7 separate regions of the Mus musculus genome follow, and regions 1, 2, 3, 4, 5 and 7 are each linked to region 6. Evidence: chromatin contacts called from public HiChIP or PLAC-seq and promoter capture Hi-C data. All regions are on one chromosome and are shown on one strand. Each heading gives the region's core, a stretch centred on a gene start, on an enhancer-like site or on the middle of the called end of the contact. The rest is flanking DNA. Distances are from core to core; before and after follow the strand shown. Region 1 overlaps Prdm9 (PR domain containing 9). Region 2 holds the start of Psmb1 (proteasome (prosome, macropain) subunit, beta type 1). Region 3 holds the start of Pdcd2 (programmed cell death 2). Region 4 holds the start of Dll1 (delta like canonical Notch ligand 1). Region 5 holds the start of Phf10 (PHD finger protein 10). Region 6 holds the start of Spaca6 (sperm acrosome associated 6). Region 7 holds the start of Fam120b (family with sequence similarity 120, member B).

Region 1 (3,016 bases), core at 261-2,760, 2.3 Mb after region 6:
AAGTTTTGACGCGTACTGTAAAGCTGGGCCATACTGTCCAATTGCCCGTTTATCTTGAAGTCTAGGTTCCAAGCTAGAGTGTAACACATCCTGTTCCAAAACAGTCACTTGTACAGTCATTACAGAAGACATGTCCACACCCTTCTAAATGCACGGGCTCCTTCAGAATATTAGAGCAGTAGGAGCAGTAGCCTCTACAGGAGTGCAAGTACTGCGCGGATATGTACCTAGGAGCTCTAGGTAGCCGGCTTCATGGCCTGCATGAACCGGGAGGAGACTTTTTCCTGAAGCAGACCCTGGGCTGCAAGAATCACCTCAGATGGGTACACTCAGGCAGTAGAACACCGTTGTGTGGAGTTTCAGAGCCCTCAAGACATCTTGTGTTTCAATTCTTAAGCTAAGTGAAATACAATATAAATTCAGTGAATTTTTGAGAACTTCTGAAATTAAAGATCATTTTGTGTGCTTTAAAGTGTTATAAAATTTTTATGCTTTTAAATATTCTTTTTCTTTTCTTTTTTTTTTTTTTTTTTTTGGTTTTTCGAGACAGGTTTCTCTGTGTAGCCCTGGCTGTCCTGGAACTCACTTTGAAGACCAGGCTGGCCTCGAACTCAGAAATCCACCTGCCTCTGCCTCCTAAGAGCTGAGATTAAAGGCATGTGCCACCACCACCCGGCTAAATATTCTAATTTTAAAAGGATTGTTATATTTATTTTGTATGTATAAATTTTTGCTTGCATGTATATATATATGCGTGCAGTGCCTGCTGAAGCCAGAAGACAGTGATGGATCTCCTGGAACTGGAGTTATAGATAGTTTTGAGCTACCATGTAGGTGCCAAAATCAAACCCAGGTACTCTGTAAGAACAGCAAATACTCTTAACATCTGAACCATCTCTCTACCCCTAAATTTATTTCAAGTACTTTATGAACAAAATATATAACAACATATAAGTGCTATAAGGTTAGAGTCCAGAAAAAAAAAAAACAAGAAAAAAGTTTTCACGTACCCATCAACTTTTTTACTGAATTAGTTTATTCTGGTCCTTCCTTTTGGTTTCTTTTTAATTTCTTTCATATATGTAAATAATATAAATATGTCATCTGGCACTATGTCAGTTAGATGTCAGGTAAATTGTGGCTCTGTGCCAGGAGAGAAAAAATATATAAAATAAACAAAAATATTGAAATGCCTGCTCTTTAGCTGACTCATGGACTAGGGAAGCATGCATACTTGTACAGACCTATGCAGAGTCAGGAAAAGTGTTTAGAGACCCGTGGAGTAGACGTAAATATAAAGGCTATTGAAGGAAGATTTGGGAGGGGCAAGCAGATGGTCTCAGAGGAGATAGCTGTTGTAACTGTCTCAAGGCATGAAAGGGCTGCACTTTTGAGAACAGGTTGAAGTCATTTCATGGAAGGAAGCAGATGCCAGAGAAATGCATGTGAGCCTGTTAATGTAGAGCCTGTGAAGGTCCCAGGAGAGTGAGAGTGAGGCATAGCGGGGTTTCAGTTCTTTGTTCTACAATGATGCTTTGGCGAATTTTCAAAAATATAGTGCAGTGTGCAACCACCTCAGAGATTGCTTCAGTTTCCAGGGGGAAAGGATTGCATGCAAAGGACTAGTGGGCCACAGAGAGAAGACATCTGAGTAAGATGTGTTTTGAAACAGGGTTTTTGTTATATTTGAAATGGGCTAAATGTAAATGAAATAAGCATGAGTACTTGGTATGAGGAGAAAATTAACTTTCATTTTACAATTTGTGGATCATTGAGAAAGGTACTTTATAGCCAAGGTGTGGCAGCAGGAGCACACTTTTAGTCAGCAGGACCCAGAACATCCTGTCTTCTTTAACCTAAAGGAGAACCCCCAACTGACTATGTCTTAGAATGAGAAGACAATTTCAAACTCATATGCTGCTTTTATCAACAACTCTACCCAGGTACTCATAGTTGTTGATCTTCTAGCTGGATGGGCTCCAATTACATTTAATTTTCCTTTTTTAGGAAAATCCAGTAAGGGAAATTCCACCTAAGGAAGTGTTGTTATGTCTCCATAGTATGAAATAGGTGCAGAGAGTGCATAGGGAAAGGTGACCAGACACCTGACTAAGTGGAACTGGGTGAGGTAGGGTTGTTGGGTAAGGTAGGATATAAAAACCAAAAAGATGCTTATAGTTTGTAGGGCTTGCTTGCCGTTGCAGTTTACACCAAGAATAAGGTTGCTTCTGATCCTACTTGGAGGACATGTAGTTAAAATAAAAACAGAATAAAAATATTTGAAATGTAAATAAAGAAAAATCCAATAAAATAACAGAATAAAAAAATTAAAATAAAGGTGGTGCACACCTTTAATTCTAGCACTCAGGAGGCAGAGGCAGGAGAATCTCTGTGAGTTCAAGGCCACTCTAGTCTACAAAGCAAATTCTAGCATGGCCAGGAATACACAGAGAAACCCTGTCTCAAAAAAAACAAAACAACAACAACAAAAACCCCAAACAAACAAAAATGACAAAAAAAAAAAAAAACCCAAAGGATGATGGAATGCACTCACTGCACTTGATAGGAGACAGACAACTTGTGTTGGCTATAGAATCCTACCTCATTGACCAGATTGTCTTTGAACCATCAAACCTAGCTGGGTGTGCCTTAACTCATGAAGACTAAGTAATGGGGTAGGCCTGACCACATAGAAAATCAGATGCCTAAGCAATTTATTATATTCAGTCTCATCAAAAACTTTATCTTTCCACAGAACTAAGGACAGAAATTCATCCTTGTCTTTTGTGCTCTTTGGCCTTCTCAAGTCAGAAATTCCTCACTCAACATATGGAATGGAATCATCGCACTGAAATCTTCCCAGGAACATCTGCAAGAATAAATCCTAAACCAGGAGATCCCTGTTCAGATCAGCTTCAGGAACAACATGTTGATTCACAGAACAAAAATGACAAGGCCAGCAATGAAGTAAAAAGAAAATCCAAACCCAGGCAGAGGATTTCAACAACCTTTCCCA
Region 2 (3,095 bases), core at 432-2,931, 2.3 Mb after region 6:
GCTACCGGACTCGATCCACCGAACGCCTGACGCACATCTGATGCCGTCACTTCCGCCAGTTGCGCTCTTGACTGCAGTCCGATTTGTTGTGCTTAAGCTGTGAGACACTGGGAAGGAAACGAGCGGGCCGGGTACCAGCAGTTCCGGGGCGGGGCCTCCGACGGCCCTTTCTAGCTGTCAAAGAGAGATCTATTGAGTGTGTAGCGGAAACAGTTGGGGATGTGGCAATGGCGATCAAGCCCAAGCAAGCGTTCTACCACTGAACTACATCCTCAGTCTTCCATGATTTGTTTTTGTGAGAAAGAGTTTCTCTGTGTAGCCCCGACTTTCTTGGGACTCACTCTGTAGAACTGGCTGGCTTCGAACTCCAGAGATTGCTTGGCAAGCTTACTGGCTCCTCCCCTTTGAGATTTGTGAGGTGGCTAAGGAAAATGTCAAGCAAACGCTCCTCATCATGTTCTCAGTAGATGTTAACTTACGTTCAAGGAAGAACAACAAAACAAGCGACTTTGTAGTCACAGATTCATTTCTATTTTTAGCTCGGTCACTACCAGCTCTCTTCCTTGCTGCCACAAGAAAACGTCAGCTGTTTCTTAGGCTGCTTCATAATGCTTGATTGATTCCAACATATCTTAATTTTTTTTTCCTTCTGAAGTTCATCTAAGGCATATACATGTGTTGTTCTGCGTACTTCCTTTCCCTTGTATTTTGCATTATCAACGAGGTAATGAGCTCCTTTAGGTTAAGGTTAGCGCTCTCTCTCTCTCTCTTTCTCTCTGTGTGTGTGTCTGTGTGTGTGATGGACAGTATCTGTGTGTTATGTGTGTAGGTGTTGTATAGGTTGTCTATTTACACAGACTCTAATAAGTACAATAGTACTGTGTATCTATTTTCCCCTAAAGGAAACATTTTCTCTTGAAAGTACAGGAAACCTCAGAAGACTGGGGAATTGAGAAAACTTAACAAAGGCTTGTCAAGAGGCAATATAAGGGAAGCGGGTTTTATGTTGTCTTACTGTTTGAGGAGATACAACCCAGGGGGAAGCATGCCAACTGGATTGCATCCACAGACCAGAAACATAAATAGATAAATGTTAGTTCGCTTCTTCTTTATTTAGTCGGGAAATCCAGGCAATGAGGTGGCGCCGCTTATATTTTAGTTGGGTCTTCGCTCCTCAATTAAACCTTGAAACACCCGCATAGACGCATCCATGGGTTTTACCTACATGATGCTAAGTTCTGTGAAATTAACAATATTAACCATCATATTCTGGCTAAAGAAATCTGGTATTGCTTCCTGGGTCTCGTGGCTGCGTACACCACACAGTTGACATGCGTCCTGATTGGCCTTGAATGCAGCATGAACTACTAACCCGTCTCAAACGCTGTGCCACTTCGCCAATGTGACATCCGAGTTGTCGTTGCTCTGTAATTGGGTTAATTTTTTTGGTATGGTCAGACTTTTAATTTTCTATCCGCCATGAGTAAATCCAAACGTTTTCTTAGGGTTATAAAACAGGTTTCTCTGTTGGCAGGATTGGCGGATCCAGGTTGTGCGCTAGCCGGACGCAGGCGTAGACCTCCAAGAGCAACGACGAGTGCAGGCTAGAGGAGCCTAGGGGGGCGGGGCGAGGGAGGCGGAAGTGGACCGGTCCCGGCGGCCATTTTGCCGTGAGACAGCAGGAGTTAGGCGCGATGCTTTCCACTGCTGCTTACCGAGACGTGGAACGAGAGCTGGGAATGGGGCCTCACGGCTCCGCCGGCCCTGTGCAGCTGCGGTTTTCGCCTTATGCCTTCAACGGAGGGTAAAAGCCTGGGCCTGCTGCCCTCACCTGGGTCGAGCCTGGGGTCGCGACGGGCGGGTGTGGGAATGGCAGGGATGTAGCCTGCAGCCCAGCACTCAGTTGTGCATGGACGCCCTCGGTGCCGTTTGCTCCAGCAACCGGGCTCCCACCTCAATCTTCCGCCCTATGGCCTGTTGTTTGGTAGGGCTTGAACACGTTTCTAAAGCCAACGGGCGAACATGAAGTTATGATTTGTCTTGGTTGTTAGACGAGTAGCTGTTTCTGTCGCTGGGCCGCCTGATCACTTGTTGTTTTAAGAGGAAACTAACATGATTAACCAGACTTAATTTCAGGGATGAAAGTGAAGGTTGTTTTGTTCTGCTCTTGAGACGTAGCCTGCTGGGCAAGGTCTACTGAGCTGCATCCACAGCCTTAGGCAGTCGGACCCTTGTGTGTGTTTATTTTTACTCTCAAATTACTTTAGCATTTTAATTATCCGCTTTATTCGAAGATATTTTTCCTTTGTATTTAGGACCGTTGACAATACAGGGGTATTCTTCATCAAATTAGAAGTTGAAACAGCTAATTATCCAAAAAAGGGGGGCGGGGGGGGGGCTTGTTTAAGAAAAGCAAAACCAGCCAGGCGGTGGTGGAGCACGCCTTTACTGCTAGCAAAGGCAAGTGGGTCTCTTAAGTTCGTGGCCAGTCTGGTCTACAGAGCAAGTTCCAGGACAGCCTGGGCTACACGGAGAATCTTTGTCTCAAGAAAGAAAAGCAAAAACGTTAAATATGGCTTTATGAATGTTGAGCGTTGATCATACAGATAGTGAAAGGTTGATTTTAGTCTTGGTTGTACCTTTTGAAGAGCAATTGTGAATGTACTATGTGGGCTCCTTTCAGTTACTTATAGATTGGGGAAGACTCAAGGTAGGTTTTTTTGTTTGTTTGTTTGTTTGTTTTAATTTCAAGCAGTTAAGTGAATAATTTCATAGTTTTACTTCTTGACTCTTGGCATCTAAACAGCCCAGGCTATAGAGCTGGTGTGAATTAGAACCGGATTTAAATTCATAGCGTTCTCAGCCGAGTCCAGTTTCAGTTTGCTTTTCCAGTATGCTGCTTAATGCTGCACGTGAACACTAAGTACTTACTTTGTAAGATGTGTTAATTTCAAGGTGTTCCGAATGCAGTACTCATGAGTCACTTTTTTTAACCTCCTTTACTTCTTCTTATCCATCACTTTGTTCATAGTTACTTACACCTATCCATTAAATCACTTTTCTCTTTTGTGCCTTTTAGCATTTATTGCAACTAG
Region 3 (2,848 bases), core at 340-2,839, 2.3 Mb after region 6:
CTTCTGTCTTGGGTGGGCTTTATTTGGCTCTGCACGAACCAAGATGGGAACCCACTTCATTCAGTTCCATTACGAATATTGACGCAAAAACTACAGCTCTCACCTCAAAGGGAGTTAAAAGTTCATTCGGAGCCAAATTTGAATGATCGTAGCCCGGGAACATATATTCATGTCTTCCCAAGTACTATATGTTCCAGTGTGGAAGCACTTTCATGGAGTTTTTATAGTAACAGAACAAAAAGGAAATTTGAAATCAAGGTATTTTAACAATGAATGCATTTGTGGAAACATTAAGTAGTTACAGAGGAATCTCAGTACAGACCTGAGACACCATCTGATAGCATTGTTAGCCTTTTGATTGGTGGAGAATAGCATTTTGTTAATACAGTCCAATAGTCTTTATCTGTTTATCAAGGTGTTAGGTCTGACACAAAAGCGGCCACTAAGGTATCTTTAAGGGGCTAAAGACAACCCAAGAGAAATAGTACCATTTCTAAAGATTCTAAACTCTTCAAAGTCAAAAAGTTTTATTAGTTAACCAGACTTTGTAGACAGCTCCTTTCCAGGAATTCTTGTTTACACTAGCCAAAAAACCCACTGTTGTTTTGTCTTTACATCTTGCTTCCTGTCTAAATCCAACACACAGGGCAGCGAGTATGGGAGCACCCAACTGTGTGAAGCAGAGCGCTATGATTTACGTTTGTTTCGAGTGCTCCTCCTCAACTGTATCCGGTCATCTTTCTCCTCCACCCCAGTTTTGAACATCCTTTAACTGCATGAGGACAGGTTTCAAGGGTCTGTGTGGGTTCGCCCCCAACCTCAATTCTTCCACAGGAGAACAGAGCCTCCCTTTGAAAGAGAAGATAAAAATAGCAAACTTCAACATTAATTATGATTGGCGACATTACTTAGGATGTATTCAGTTTCATAAAACTAAGATAAGAGAATAAGAAACTCTCTGTTCTGAGATAACAGAATAACCTAAACTGCTAACTTCTGCTTTGGGAAGCCTACTTGCCCCTTTCTCTTCCAAAGGAAGCACGCATTTGTTCTCCCTTAAGAAGTGACCACCACCAATATCCACTTAGCAAGTTCCATTTGCTAGAGAAACTGTCATAATAAAAATCTGAAAATTCAGCTTCTGTAAAACTTGCTCAGCTCCGGGAAAAACCTCTTTTGAAGCAGAGATTTTAAAAGACCACTCTAAGATAATCACAAAGATTATGACAATATCTAACGGCATAAACCATGAAATGTTTCTGATCCGGGCTGAGTCTCTTACCCAATAGCGAAAGGCTACAGCTGCGAACTAATTAAAGTTTGTCTTTTGTCCCCGAGTGCTGAGAATGCCCCCACTTCCCTCACTCCAACCTGAGGATCTACAACCGACACCCTAATCTCAGAGGTCTGAAGAGCTTCCGGCCTTCGGATCCCCAGAAACAGTGACAGTTCGATGGAGGTAGTCTTGCTCACCAGCGTCCTTTATTCACTTTTGCTTCCTGCCTATAGGGTTACCTCCAGTCCGGTCCCAGCTCGAGATCTGACCCCGCCTCCCGCCTTCCGGCCTAACACGTGACCGCCCTCTTCCGGCCTGGTGGCAGAGTCCTGCTGCGAGCATGGCTGCAGCCGCCCCTGGTCCTGTGGAGTTGGGCTTCGCCGAGGAGGCACCGGCCTGGAGGCTGCGCAGCGAGCAGTTTCCCAGCAAAGTGGGCGGGCGGCCCGCGTGGTTGGGCTTGGCGGAGCTGCCGGGGCCCGGGGCGCTGGCGTGTGCGCGCTGCGGCCGCCCGCTCGCCTTCCTGCTGCAGGTGTACGCACCGCTGCCGGGCCGGGACGACGCCTTCCACCGCAGCCTCTTTCTCTTCTGCTGTCGCGAGCCGCCGTGCTGCGCCGGCCTGCGAGGTGAGCGGCCGCCGGGACAGGACCCGGGCGAGGGTTGCCACGGGGGCTGAACCCTGGACGTAGGACGATCGGTTGGCGCGAGTGGTTGTATTCAGGTACCGGAATTGTCTTAGAATCGTGTCCCTTTCATCCTGGGCACGGACTCCTTAAAGCCAATTTCTCTTGTCAGACGGAACTCTTCCCGGGTTTAAAAGCTCTTTAGCTTTTATTTTTATTCCCTTTCATATAAAAACCGCCCCCCCACCCCGAAAGCAAAAACCTTAGGTTTTCCTTAAATGAGGTTTTATGAGGTGAAGCACCGAAAACGGTTCAAATGTTTCAATTATTTTGTTTCACGGAAAGATAATCTCACGTACCCCTTTCTCCTCTTCATTTCAGTTTTTCGTAATCAGCTACCAAGGAACAACGCATTCTACTCCTATGAGCCCCCTTCTGAAACAGAAGCTTTGGGTACGGAATGTGTGTGCCTCCAGCTCAAGTCTGGAGCCCATCTCTGTCGGGTTTGTGGTTGCTTGGCCCCTATGACATGCTCTAGGTGCAAACAGGCACATTACTGCAGCAAGGAGCATCAGACATTAGACTGGCGGCTGGGACACAAGCAGGCTTGTACACAGTCAGGTAAGACAACTTAGCCTTACCGTCTCTGTCAACTGAGGTACTCCAGTTTCTGGTTAAACTTGAAATTAGAAAACATACTTTAAAAGTTTTAGGAACTGGTAACATGAACACTTCGCTAATCTAAAACACAACCAGCTTTATTTTTTTATTAGATATTTTCTTTATATACATTTCAAATGCTATCCCGAAAGTTCCCTATACCCCCCCCCCCCCCCCCAGCCCTGCTCCCTTACCCACCCACTCCTGATTCTTGGCCCTGGTGTTCCCCTGTACTGGGGCATATAAAGTTTGCAAGACCAAGGGGCCTCTCTTCCCAGTAATGGCCGACTAG
Region 4 (2,724 bases), core at 64-2,563, 2.5 Mb after region 6:
CGCGGCGTGCGCGGAGGGGAGCTCTTTCTCTCCGCATTGTGCAGAGAGCAGGTGCTGTCTGCATTACCATACAGCTGAGCGCACAAAGAGCCACTGATTCAGCCTCGCACAATAACAGACTGCCTTAATGACAGCCACGCGAACGACACACACCAAACTCACTTTTTACCAAGCAGAGGGAGGCCTGAGGGGAATACCCAGGAGAGTGGGACCGGACACCAGTGAAGGTGGTGTTGGTTGAAAATCTCCCGGGAGAGGGTGTGTACACCGGGAAAGGGGTAAGCTTAGCTTTTGGCTCTGCTGGCTCAGGGAATACACTATCCGGACCCCAATTCCCCATTTCCAGTGATCGTGGACAACACGGAGACAGCAGCGCTCCGGGACACTGCGGTGTCTGGGGGTGTCCGGCCCGGATCGCTAGCCCATCGGCACTCTCCGAGGCTCAATCGCCAGGCTTCACCAGAGGTATAAGCGTGCCTAACCTCCCCAAACTTCCCAAACTGCCGGGGTGCTCTTGCCACCCTTTGCCCACCTCTTCAAGGGTCCCTTTCCTACCGGGCACCCCGCCCCCGCCCCCTCCGGGAGACTCCTCCTTAGAAAGAGGCTGCCAGGGAGGAGGGGCAGCAGCAGGGACGCGGGCCTCTAACCTCTCCCCGGTTCCTCAGTCCCTAGGACTGAACAAACGAGGAGAGCCTAGGCGGCTAGTGTTGGAAACGCCAAGGTCCGGAGGCCGCGTCCTGCGAGCGAGTCTAGCGGTGACCGCGAGTGGGAGGCTCAGGCCGCCCAGCGTGCCTAGGGTCTTCGGGCCTGTGGCGGTGGGGCGGTGGGCGACGCGGCCTCAGCTCCAGCTCCGGGAGCAGAGCGGTTCGTCTCCGGGAACGTTTTGCAGGAATGTAAATGAGCGGGTTTTGCGCTGGGGGAGGGAGGCGAAGGGGCGAGGGCGGAGGCAGAGAGGACTAGGGGGCGGGGAGGTGGGGGGCGGGGAGGAGGGTTGCACATTTTACAGCTCACTGACCATTTGGCGATCCATTGAGAGGAGGGTTTGGAAAAGTGGCTCCTTTGTGACAGCTCTCGCCAGATTGGGGGGCTGCTCATTTGCATCTCATTAGTTATGCGAGCGGCCGGCAGGATTTAAGGGTGGCAGGCGCCAGCCCGGGCCAGATCCTCCGGCGTGCACCCGCGGTTACCCTGTCTGACCAGGGCAGGTCACGGGAGAGCACCGGTGCGGCACGGAGCCTCCCACGCTTCGGCCTCCGGTCCTCGGTGTGTGTTCTCGCATGGCATTGGCTGAATTCTTGAGGAAGACGCGAGGCTTGGCGATAGTGCAAGAGATACCGGTCTAGAACACTCTGGGAGCGGCAGCGGCTGCCGAGTGACGCCGGGCCGGGAAACCAGGGCGCGCGCCGCAGTCCTTGCCACCACCGTTCCCACCGCGCCCCTCGGGGCCCCGGATTATCGCCTCACCGGTGGGATTTCCAGACCGCCGCTTCCTAATAGGCCTGCGAAGGAAGCCACTGCAAGCTCTCTTGGGAATTAAGCTGAACATCTGGGCTCTCTTCCCTCTGTGTCTTATCTCCTTTCTCCTCTTTCCCTCCGCGAAGAAGCTTAAGACAAAACCAGAAAGCAGGAGACACTCACCTCTCCGTGGACTGAAAGCCAGACGAAGAGGAAACCGAAAGTTGTCCTTTCTCAGTGCCTCGTAGAGCTCTTGCCGGGGACCTAGCTGAAGGCACCGCACCCTCCTGAAGCGACCTGGCCCTGATAGCACACCTGGAGCCGAGAGACGCCTTTCCGCCAGTACTCCTCGGGTCATATAGACTTTCCTGGCATCCCTGGGTCTTTGAAGAAGAAAGAAAAGAGGATACTCTAGGAGAGCAAGGGCGTCCAGCGGTACCATGGGCCGTCGGAGCGCGCTAGCCCTTGCCGTGGTCTCTGCCCTGCTGTGCCAGGTAGGGGGCCGGGCGGGGCTGCTGCGCGGTGGAGGGAGGGGAGTCGGACCAGCCGATCAGCTGTCCATCCCCAAGTGACTCCGGCAGCGACGACCCCGAGAGCTGCCCGGCAGCGGGCAGCTCCGGATGGGCGCTGAGGTGCGCTCGGCCTCTGCGTCCTAGCAAGGGCCCGCGCGCCCCCGGGTCCCTCCGCCGCCGGCGCGACCTCACGCCCCTTCCCCGCGCAGGTCTGGAGCTCCGGCGTATTTGAGCTGAAGCTGCAGGAGTTCGTCAACAAGAAGGGGCTGCTGGGGAACCGCAACTGCTGCCGCGGGGGCTCTGGCCCGCCTTGCGCCTGCAGGACCTTCTTTCGCGTATGCCTCAAGCACTACCAGGCCAGCGTGTCACCGGAGCCACCCTGCACCTACGGCAGTGCTGTCACGCCAGTGCTGGGTGTCGACTCCTTCAGCCTGCCTGATGGCGCAGGCATCGACCCCGCCTTCAGCAACCCCATCCGATTCCCCTTCGGCTTCACCTGGCCAGTGAGTGGGCACCTGCGCGCACTCGGCTGGGTCTGGAGGGGTAGGGGTGGCTGGTTGGTGGTTGGCAGTGGGAAGAAGGCAAGGGCCACTGATAAGGGTTGGGGAATCCCACAAAGACACGCCTGAGGTCTTGACTTCTTACTGGGAACTGACTGGCAGTTGAGGAGGGGGTGTGGAACCCCAGAGGCTTTTGCAAGCCCTGGGCATTTCTCACACACCTCCTACTTACCTGAAAGGTCGAATGCTTCCCTCCC
Region 5 (3,026 bases), core at 518-3,017, 2.9 Mb after region 6:
TGTCCTGGAACTCACTTTGTTGACCAGGTTGGCCTCGAATTCAGAAATCCACCTGCCTCTGCCTCCCGAGTGCTGGGATTAAAGGCATGTGCCACCACGCCCGGCCCCCTCTCTCATTTCTTAACTTTCAAATTTTATAACATTAAAATCTTTTTGTTTTTTAATTGCAAGTATGCTCTTTCCCACCTACGATGCCCTTAAGTTCAGTTATATATATTTGTGTATCACTTTATCTTGAAGCTGCAGACATCCTGCTCTATGGCAGGCACTCCCTTCACCTCTACATTATTTGTCGGCTCTATACTTCATGTGGATACACTATATATATTTCAAAGGAGGAGAGAAGTGCTGGGCTTACTTTCTGGAGCTAGAAGCTGTGGCTGTGAAAGGGAACTCGAATTCTAAAATCCAAGAGCTAGATCACCACCACCTTTTCTGGTTTGGTCCCCTACATTCTTGGAAGTGTTGTGGGGAGTGGAGGGGATGGGGGGTGGGGGATGTAGGCCTGCCTCTCTGCCCCTTGCCTTTGTCCATTGGACCTGTTGTCTTCCTGGTGCTCTTTTCAAAGGGTGGGGTACGGCCTTTCCTGTGGCGAAGTCTAAGCACTAACATCAATATAAATCCTGTCCAAACACCATTGGACAATTGGCTTCCATTTCCAGGAATTCCCAATCCTGTGTCCTGCAGGTGACTGTGCTGACTCTGTCATATGATTTTGGGAACCTTCCCTATGTTCTCCTTGCCTGACTGGGTTCCGTTCAACCTGAGTGCTGCTGTGACTTTTCCCGTGGCCATGGGGGCCACTACGCCAAGGTCACAGGAGAAGCAGTTGTAGAACAAATGAGCCAAGAGCGCCTTGGGGATCCTGGGGTGTGTGGAGTGAAGATGGAGAGGTGGGGTGGAGAAGTCAGAAAGGACTCAGGAGAAGGGGATCTCAAAGAGGGAGGAGGCGGAGCTCCTGGGGTGGTTGACCCTAAGGGCTGCGAGAGAGGAGGAAGTGGGCTGAGGACACTAATCCTTCATTTACAGAAGGGAGCGAGGACCCTGGTGGAGAAGGGGAGGTCGCCGCGGCTGTGGAGACCCCGGGCTGAGAGGAGGGGCTGGGGACCGGTAGGGGTGGGGTTGGTGGGAGGATACCGCGCGGTAGGGACCCTCAGCTAAGGTGCTGATGATCGGGAGTGGGGAGGACACGGCGGCGTGGTGGCGACCCCGGGCTGAGGGGAGGAGCTGGGTACGGGGGAGGGATTGGAGAACAAGCGTGGTGAAGACACATCTTTGAGGGGAGGGGCTAGGGACCCAGGTGGGGACAAGGCAGGCACCGCCGACTGAGGACCCCCGGCTGACGCGCAGCGGAGGAGGGGAGGGGGCGGGACCGCGGCGGGGCGGGGCGGCGCGGAGCCGCGGCTGACGCGGAGGGCCGGGCCGGGGGCGCAGGGAAGGGGCGGCAGCGAGCTCGCCAGGCGGCCAGGAACCCGGGTGGGGCCGGGACCGAGGCGGTGGCTGGCCAGCGGAGCTCAGGCCGGGCGCGGCGCGCCGGGTGAAGGCGGCAAGGCGGCAAGGCCCCGGCCGAGGCCGGCGGAGCCGCGCAGCTGCGGCCGGCTGACGTGAGCGGCGTGCGGGTCCCGGCCGGCAGCGCGCTGGCGGCCATGGCGGTGGCGCTGGCGGGCCGCGGGGCGCGCGGCGGCAGGGGCCGGCCCCCGGGCGGGCGGGCGGAGGGGGCGGGGCCGGGGCGCCGGGCGGCCCGCGCGACAGCGGCGGCAGCGGCGGCGGCGGCGGCCGCTGGGACTAGGCGAAGGCGGCGACGACGACGGAGGCGCGGGGCGCTTGGGCTGATGGCAGCGGCCGGGCCCGGGGCGGCGCTGTCCCCGGGGCGGTGCGACAGCGACCCGGCCTCCCCCGGAGCGCAGTCCCCAAAGGTGAGCGGAGCGCGCTGCCCAAGGGGCAGCGGCCCAGGCCGGGCTCGGGAGAGAAGAGGAGACCGGGCGGCGGGTCCTGGAGCAACAAGTGCGGCGGACAGTGGGCGCGGACGTCGGGGAGACCTGCGCGGCGGGGTGGGAAGTTGTCCGGGAATAGCTGGGACCGGGGGACTCGGGAAGAGTGCTTGAGACGAAGCGCCCCCAGCCTGGGAAAGTCGGAAAAGTTGGCGGCCTTGGGGATCTCAGTCGGGGAGACGCTGAGCGGGACGTGCGCTCGGGGTCCCGAGTTGGCAGAACGTGGTTTCACACCCACAGACCCGGCCAGCCGAGGTGGCCCCCGCCACGTGCCGGTCCTCCCTGGTGGGGTCTCTGACTGCTCGCAGGGGGCTGCTGGCTCCCTGTCCTGACCGAGGATGGTGCGGAGGGGAGGGCCTTACCTGGAACGTAGCCCTTAGGATTCCTACAGTTGTGAGCTGGTAAACTCTGTGTCAACTTCCGTTATTGTTTCTTTTCGAGAGGATCATTGTTTTTAAGTAAAAGTATTGACATACAGAAATCCTTAAAATGTCCACAAATTAATAAAATAGTGCTTAAAATTAACGGTGTCAAGCCAGTATGGACCATGAATACAGTGAAAAACATACTAAGAAATTTAATTATCTTTCAACTTCTTGATTGTTAGCTTTAAAAGGGAATATTAAGTCTACTTGATTTCATTCTTGAAGAGTGAAAAGGGGAATGATTTCTATGTTCTTTTTTAATTTGGAAAGTAATTTTAGTAAATTCCTAGGTGCTGGAGACATAATGAAATATAAAGTCACTGCTAATCACAACGTTAACATATATCAGACAGCTATGTGCTACCTGGCTCTTATGTGATCACTTCACTGCATCCTTGCATCAGCCACCTAGGCTTTAGGACTGGGGAGAAGCTTGCAGCACACAGCTGGTGGAGGGCAGTGCTCAGTAAGATTCTCTGGCAGCCCGCAGTGCCATGCTGACTTGGCATGCTAGCCTGTGCTGCCTTTTCATTCCCTTCCGTGGGCCTTTATTGAAATTTATAGTAAGAGTAGTAGTGTTAGGAGCTATAGTACCTTGATTTAAAAAAAA
Region 6 (2,905 bases), core at 396-2,895:
TGTGTGTGTGTGTGTGTGTGTGTGTGTGTGTGTTTTGTTTGAAGGGATCATATCTTCTATAACACCTATCTCAAAAAAGAACCATTCCTTCCCAATGAGCTCCGACCTCTCTGGGAGATAAAGAGAATGTCTCACCCTAGGAGATGAGAATGTCCCACCTTCAGAGATGACAAGAATGACTCAATCTGAGAGCCTAAGAAATTTACTATCTTACAGGTGAGTAGTTGGAACCCAGGTTGAGAGGCAGGAACACATCCAGGCTTCAGAGTCCTGACAGTGAGAATCCCAGATAGGTCACATGTACTTGACCCCACAAAAGCTTCAGACTCCCTGTGACTTATTTACTTCCCTCAGTTCCTTGCCATCTTTGACTCCCCTCATCTCTGGAGTTTCCTCAACAAATAACCTAACTCAGACAGGTTCCCAGGGTCACTTCCTCAAGATGACTTTCCCCACCACTTATGCCCATAAAACACTCACCCCGTCGTCTAGCAGCCTTCTCCTGAAGAGAAACTGTCATCTGTGTAAATTCATCATGCAGGTAGCTCCTCTCATCATAGTCTGAAGGTAGATGAGACACCATGGCACAAACCTGGTTCCATGGTGTTCTCTATGTCCCACTCATGGCTGAATATCTCCAAGCCCTGTGATCATCCCAGATTCTATAGCCCCAGTCTATTGTTCTATGTGCCCCACCTAGAGCTCTCTCTCTCTCTCTCTCTCTCTCTCTCTGTGTGTGTGTGTGTGTGTGTGTGTGTGTGTGTGTGTGTTTCCCTAACCCTAACCTAAACCTTCAATCTTGGTATCTCTCCATCCATCTAATCTCTCTCTCTCTAGGCCTGTTACCTGGTACCCTGGATCTGCTTCCTCATCTACATCTTTACTCCAACCCCATTGGTCTCTGTCCCACCTATCTCTAGATCACTGTCTCTCTATTCTTCCTGAAACTACTCTCTGTATCTATACCTATGTCCCTCACTTTGGGACTCTGTTCCTGTCTTATCTCTATGTACCTTACTCTCTGTGTGTCTCTCATCTCTCTGGATTGATTCCTAGCTCTCTGTCCCTCTCTCCAGGTCTCTAATCTCCCCACTCATCTGTGTTCCCAATCCATATCCTCTCTCTGAGCAATGCTTCTACTTTTCCATCTCTTTCCCTTACTGTCTTTAGACTCTCTCTGAGGCACTGTTTTGTCTGTCTCCACCCCACTCTGGACCTGTTTCCTTCCATTGTTTCCACCTGTCTCTCTTCTCTGTGTCTATGTCATGATCCTGTACTTGGCTTTTCTTCTTGGAGTAGCTCAAGGAATCTCCTTCCCCTCCCCAGGGCCCTGGTTCAGGAAGGAGGGGCTCCTCACTGATTTTCATGTCTTTGAGATCTTCAAAAGCCCCTTCAAGCTCATTTCTGCACAGGTTTATCTTGGTTTCCTCTCTGCCCACAAACAGCTGGCAGACACGGAGGCGTTCCTCATAGGTAGTGAAGCAGAAGAGACAGGCCCACGTGGATGCCCTGAAGATCAGCAGGAACAACAGGACAATGCTCCCTACTAAGGAAATAAGACCCATAACAGAGGGTCTCCGGGTCTGAGGAGAAGATAGTGACCTTTGTGAGGTCATTGTGGGGGAGGGGGAGCCTGTGATCAGAGATTGAGTTTCAAATGATGGTCAAGCATCAGGCTCCAGCTAGAGGAAGGTTGCCAGGGGTCACCTGAAATCCCTAAATTTGTGGCTGGGCCAGGCGCCAGGCTCCCAAGAACCTCACCTGTGACCCTGGACGTCCTCACAGGTTAAAGGGTCTCAGGGACCCAGAGGCCGGCAGTGTAGCTATGGTGGACCAGAAAAACCCTTTTCCCCAGAGGTGGGAACGGGGAAGCGAGACAGAAACAGATACCCTAAGCCCCAGAAGATAGAAAGGAACCAGGAGATGCCTCAAAAAGCTCAGAAACCCAGTGTCACAGAGATACATTCACAGCACTAGAGAAACAGAAGCTTCTAGAACCCTAGAGACATTGGCATAAGAGACAGAGACAGAAAATTCGAAAATCTCAAGATGGCATAGAGACTGCAAAGAAAAGGGATAGGATAGAATGTGAACAGAGAAGACACCCCAGCTCCTATCAAGAACTCTTGGGCAATGGTGTGGACCTGGGGTCCCCGCCGGCCCCTTCCAGTGCAGGGCGCAGCCTGGGGAAAGCTAGGAGGCCGTATAGTGATCTCCTCGGGTGTCTTCCTCAACTATACAACCTCCTACCTCAGCCCGGGGGGCGCGGCAGGTGGGCAGATTGACAGATGGATTGATGGGAGACCAGAAGTAGGGAGGGTGGGGAGGGCCGGGGAGGTCCCAGCCGCGATGGTGAGCCCCCGACACGGACCCACAGACACGAGCTTGTGTGCGGCGAAGGCCCCGCAAGGTCGGTTCTACGGGTGGGTGCCAGGACCCAGGAGTCCGGGCCCCCGGCCCCCTCCTCCCCAAGGAACCCAGGAATTCAGTCCCAGCCCCAAAATCTAAGCCCCAGCCCCCCTCTTTCAAGGCCAGAGATCCAGACCTCAGCCCTCCTCCCTCAGTCCCAAAGCTTCCTCCCTTAGACTAAGGGGTAGTGGTCACAGCCCTCCCTCCCACAGATCCAGGGAAGCAGACCCTGCCGCCTTGCACTCAATTCTCCTCAGTCCAGACCCAGGGACTCAGTCCCTAACCCTCACAGTTCTCCTCCACCCCATAGCCCTCCCCGGCAGACTCAGGGTCCAACCAGGCACATCCCTTAGAGAAGACAATCTGGTTAGAGACCTGACTTCTGCACTGCAGAAAGGATGTATCCCCGTTTGTCTTGGCAATCTGAGCCCCTTCTGTAACCCCTAAAGGTTTCATATCCCAGGCCTGAGTTAAAGGCCTTCTGAGTATCAGAAGT
Region 7 (3,019 bases), core at 4-2,503, 2.4 Mb after region 6:
GAAATAATGCCTAACAATAAAATTAAAACTATTTATACTTGGTATTAAGTTCTGTAGCAACAATTGATAGCATTATGTGGAATGCATCCTTCTTACCAAGGTGGAGTCAACTCAGAAAGTAAATGAAATTAGTTTAGTATCTGCAACACAGAAGTTACAATGCTCTACCCAATGACCAGGCCTTTCTTTCAAATACCAAGCACACCTTGAAGATGGTGGAAATGGGGAGGGGAAAACTGGGACAAGAACACTTGCAAAGCAGCAACATAAGATAAATAGCAAGTTGTAAAGGCTCTATAATTATGAACAGAGGGGTGTTGTATTCACAGTACACTGAAATCAAGGACTCCGAAGCCAAAGCTTGGATTCGTGAACTTTTCATTATCAGTTCCATAAATATATCCAGACTCCAGTTCAGAGATAAGAGTAGAGTCTTTGAGTGTGGAAAATAAATGATTTCAAATGCTCTCCACGTAAGTTTTTTGGGGGGGGCCAAAGGTGTTCACAGATATAAACGTCTGGAAGACTGGCTGAACAGATATTTTTTTTAAACTGGGAGGTGCTATAGTCAAGGTGGGGGCAAGAGAAATAACGCATCAGTTGCTGGTGCCTTTCAAAAACAGGTAAAGAAAAAAGTAGCCAGGCGTTCGTACACTAACCTAATGTCAGTCGAGGTCAGGAGCTATCCTCTAATGGATGGGAGATAGGGAAAATGATGAGAGACATTGGACGTGGGTAACAGCAAGTCCCTAAGGTGGAAAGATCTGAGAGCATATGTAGGCCGAAATCAAACGGATGGTCCCCTCCCCAGAGGAACTCAACACAGCTGAGGCCCAGCCCCTTCGCCTCTCCATCACTTAAGGTCCTACAACCTCCCAACCTGGTTTCCAGTTACCAGTTCTTCCCTCCCCAGCCGCTACCAGAGTCTGAGAGTCTACCTCGCTGGTCCTCAGTGTCCTGCAGCTGGGCTCAGGAAGAGTCTCCACCCCGCTCCACCTGCAAGTGGATGGCTGCCTCTCCCCTCCACCCAGGGAGGAACAGCCAGGACGCAGAGAAGCCAGGATGCGGAGGGGCGTGGCCACGGCGAGGATAGTGGACTTGATGCTGGAAGGAGTCTGGGGTAGGGAGATGCGACAGCAGAGATCCAGGGCCGATTCCCCAGCCTGGCCTACCCAAAGCTCAGCAGTGGCCGCAGACTGCGTCAACCAGATTTCAGACCCACAGTCTACGGCGTGCTCACTTCCGCTTCCGTTATTGAACTTCCGCCCGGAGAAGTGTCTGGTTAGACAAAGTGAAGCTTGTGCTTATATAACTGGAAGTAAAGGACGAAGAGACGAAAGGGATGTAGTACGCAAGCGCTAGAGCGGGAGGCGAAGTGGGTGGCACCCAGGAAGAAGGAAGCTTTAACCCGTTGCCTAGCAACCGGGGAATAGCCTAGGACGCCTGCACGCCGCTGGATAGCCGGACTGGGAAAAGTGTGTTTGTCCCATAGGCTAAGTCTTCAGGCTGAGTGGCAGCCTGCACTAGCACTGGGTGCCTTGCTCCGGTAATGCACGCACACAGGCTGCAGCGGATAGTCACTGGAAACCCTTTTAAATGCCACAGACCACAGCTTGCAACCACGCAGAGTATGGGAAGCTGCGAGGATCCTGGTTTGGTCTTGAATCCCCTTAGGAGTACCAGTACTGAAAGGCGGCACAGCTTGGACAAGGAGCATCAAGGGCCGAGAGTCCACTTACAGAGTTGTCATAGGCAATAATGCTGGTCATTTTATTGGGTGAAGTGGCCATCCTTGTGGGCTACATTCAGGCTGTCTAGTATTTTGGATGGAAATCTCCAATAAGCTAAAGCATCCTTTGTGTCGGTAGCCCCCAACTTGGGGTGCTGGAAACATTTGGATCTCAAGATTACAGTTTTAGCTGTTGAGTCACAGCTTGTGCTAGCCTTATGGTAGAGGGGTTCTCTGCCTTTAGCTTTACAGCTCCAGGATGCGTCCTCAGCTGCCAGAGGTAGCAACTCGGTGACTTTCTGGGACTCTTTAGAGCAGCTGGCGCTTGCATTCAGTAGTGTTTTATCTTTTGCAGTTTCTGTTCTCCTCTATGCTATACTTTCCCAACACTCCCGTAGTCCTTCACAGTCTTAGCACTCCATGGCCTCTACAACAGCCCTCTATTGGTTTCTGTTGGGTGCTGTACCTGTTCTTTATGCAACCGACGCAAGCTACCCTACCCGGGATCAAGACTACAAGGAGGCATCAGTACCACTTGGAGTAAATTTTATTGGCAGCACAGGGGCAACTTGCAGAAAAACAAAGCAAAGCAAACAACCACAACAAAAAACTTTCTCCTGTATACTGCCATTGGGCTGGGGTCACTGAGTAGGGTGATCTAAGAGCCATCTCAAGGTGTCATGGTCAGTTTCCCAAGGCCATGAAACTGCTGGGTGGTGGTTGATTGTAATGGTTCCCCTGACTGAAACAAAGTCTCTGTGGCATCTACAGTTGCCGTGAAGTCTTCTCTGGACATTGGTAGCTAGAATAGAGCAGTAATCATTACAGTTGCCCTGACAACAGGCTGAGGAACCTTCAGGGGCAGCTACTTGATTGACAAGTCTCAAGTCTCCACAAAAGGTGAGACTAAACCTGCAACTGCCACCACCCTTATAGTGCCTCAGGTCTTCAGGGGTGGCAGCAATATCATTCAGTCTTAGAAGGTTTGGGAATGGCGAAAACCATACAATGGCTCCCAATTCAGCCTTCATCCCTGCCTGTCTTGGGGTAGTGTCTCAGTATTTTAGTTACTTTTCTGTCCCTGTGTTATAACATCATGACTACAGAGTCAGCCACCTTCCCAGTGAGGAAATGTGACTGGAGCAGCTGAGAGTTCTCATCTCCACATGCAGGAAGCAGAGTGAGAAGTGGGAATAGTTTCAAGGTTTTAAAACACCAAAGCCTACCCCCTCCCCAGGGACAAACTTCCACCAACAAGCCATCAAATCTACCAGAACTGTCACCAACTGA

Evidence for each region. Promoter capture Hi-C pulls out the DNA fragments that hold promoters and counts their contacts. HiChIP or PLAC-seq counts read pairs in DNA pulled down with a chosen protein or histone mark. Capture Hi-C pulls out chosen DNA fragments and counts their contacts.
Region 1: a promoter capture Hi-C map of pre-B cells shows a contact between it and region 6, with 2.8 times the contacts expected there. The contact joins the enhancer-like site here to the promoter of Spaca6 in region 6. A contact is called at or near these places in 7 of 39 promoter capture datasets (HPC-7-derived erythroid cells, cranial neural crest, hippocampal neurons and 4 more) and 2 of 9 other capture datasets (liver and pancreatic islet).
Region 2: a contact with region 6 is called in a promoter capture Hi-C map of pre-B cells. The contact joins the promoter of Psmb1 here to the promoter of Spaca6 in region 6. A contact is called at or near these places in 6 of 39 promoter capture datasets (the 3T3-L1 cell line, cranial neural crest, hippocampal neurons and 3 more), 1 of 115 datasets of contacts at active chromatin or transcription factors (astrocytes) and 1 of 9 other capture datasets (adipose tissue).
Region 3: a contact with region 6 is called in a promoter capture Hi-C map of hippocampal neurons, with 9 times the contacts expected there. The contact joins the promoter of Pdcd2 here to the promoter of Spaca6 in region 6. A contact is called at or near these places in 9 of 39 promoter capture datasets (the 3T3-L1 cell line, cranial neural crest, frontonasal cranial neural crest and 5 more), 2 of 115 datasets of contacts at active chromatin or transcription factors (astrocytes and embryonic forebrain) and 2 of 9 other capture datasets (adipose tissue and liver).
Region 4: a contact with region 6 is called in an H3K4me3 HiChIP or PLAC-seq map of embryonic forebrain, with 2.8 times the contacts expected there. The contact joins the promoter of Dll1 here to the promoter of Spaca6 in region 6. A contact is called at or near these places in 4 of 39 promoter capture datasets (cranial neural crest, hippocampal neurons, maxillary cranial neural crest and 1 more), 3 of 115 datasets of contacts at active chromatin or transcription factors (astrocytes, double positive thymocytes and embryonic forebrain) and 1 of 9 other capture datasets (pancreatic islet).
Region 5: a contact with region 6 is called in a promoter capture Hi-C map of adipose tissue, with 2.7 times the contacts expected there. The contact joins the promoter of Phf10 here to the promoter of Spaca6 in region 6. A contact is called at or near these places in 1 of 39 promoter capture datasets (liver), 1 of 115 datasets of contacts at active chromatin or transcription factors (astrocytes) and 3 of 9 other capture datasets (adipose tissue, liver and pancreatic islet).
Region 7: a promoter capture Hi-C map of adipose tissue shows a contact between it and region 6, with 3 times the contacts expected there. The contact joins the promoter of Fam120b here to the promoter of Spaca6 in region 6. A contact is called at or near these places in 4 of 39 promoter capture datasets (cranial neural crest, hippocampal neurons, maxillary cranial neural crest and 1 more), 2 of 115 datasets of contacts at active chromatin or transcription factors (astrocytes and pro-B cells) and 2 of 9 other capture datasets (adipose tissue and pancreatic islet).

The regions. Positions count from the first base shown.
Region 1 is chr17:15,545,100-15,548,115 of GRCm38.p6, reverse strand. It overlaps Prdm9 (PR domain containing 9), which reads left to right. Exons shown (of 10, transcript NM_144809.3): 10 at 2,756-3,016. It also overlaps the pseudogene Gm18564. Among named protein-coding and RNA genes, the nearest start is that of Prdm9, 17 kb to the left of the region's middle. Within about 2 kb of position 1,510, at least 18 of the 459 cell types and tissues checked have an H3K27ac peak or open chromatin away from gene starts, as enhancers often do. A contact at or near this core is called in pre-B cells, where this site is marked.
Region 2 is chr17:15,496,862-15,499,956 of GRCm38.p6, reverse strand. It overlaps Psmb1 (proteasome (prosome, macropain) subunit, beta type 1), which reads left to right and starts at 1,681. Exons shown (of 6, transcript NM_011185.3): 1 at 1,681-1,804. The coding sequence starts at 1,695. It overlaps Tbp (TATA box binding protein), which reads right to left and starts at 69. Exons shown (of 8, transcript NM_013684.3): 1 at 1-69.
Region 3 is chr17:15,526,042-15,528,889 of GRCm38.p6, reverse strand. It overlaps Pdcd2 (programmed cell death 2), which reads left to right and starts at 1,589. Exons shown (of 6, transcript NM_008799.2): 1 at 1,589-1,899; 2 at 2,278-2,517. The coding sequence starts at 1,617.
Region 4 is chr17:15,374,412-15,377,135 of GRCm38.p6, reverse strand. Dll1 (delta like canonical Notch ligand 1) reads left to right here and starts at 1,313. Exons shown (of 11, transcript NM_007865.3): 1 at 1,313-1,949; 2 at 2,177-2,470. The coding sequence starts at 1,896.
Region 5 is chr17:14,960,001-14,963,026 of GRCm38.p6, reverse strand. It overlaps Phf10 (PHD finger protein 10), which reads left to right and starts at 1,767. Exons shown (of 12, transcript NM_024250.4): 1 at 1,767-1,916. The coding sequence starts at 1,833.
Region 6 is chr17:17,829,715-17,832,619 of GRCm38.p6, reverse strand. Spaca6 (sperm acrosome associated 6) reads right to left here and starts at 1,645. Exons shown (of 9, transcript NM_001162909.1): 1 at 1,358-1,645; 2 at 481-561. The coding sequence starts at 1,616. It overlaps Mir99b (microRNA 99b), which reads right to left and starts at 2,432; the gene lies at 2,363-2,432. It overlaps Mirlet7e (microRNA let7e), which reads right to left and starts at 2,268; the gene lies at 2,176-2,268. Mir125a (microRNA 125a) reads right to left here and starts at 1,808; the gene lies at 1,741-1,808.
Region 7 is chr17:15,394,480-15,397,498 of GRCm38.p6, reverse strand. It overlaps Fam120b (family with sequence similarity 120, member B), which reads right to left and starts at 1,253. Exons shown (of 11, transcript NM_024203.3): 1 at 939-1,253.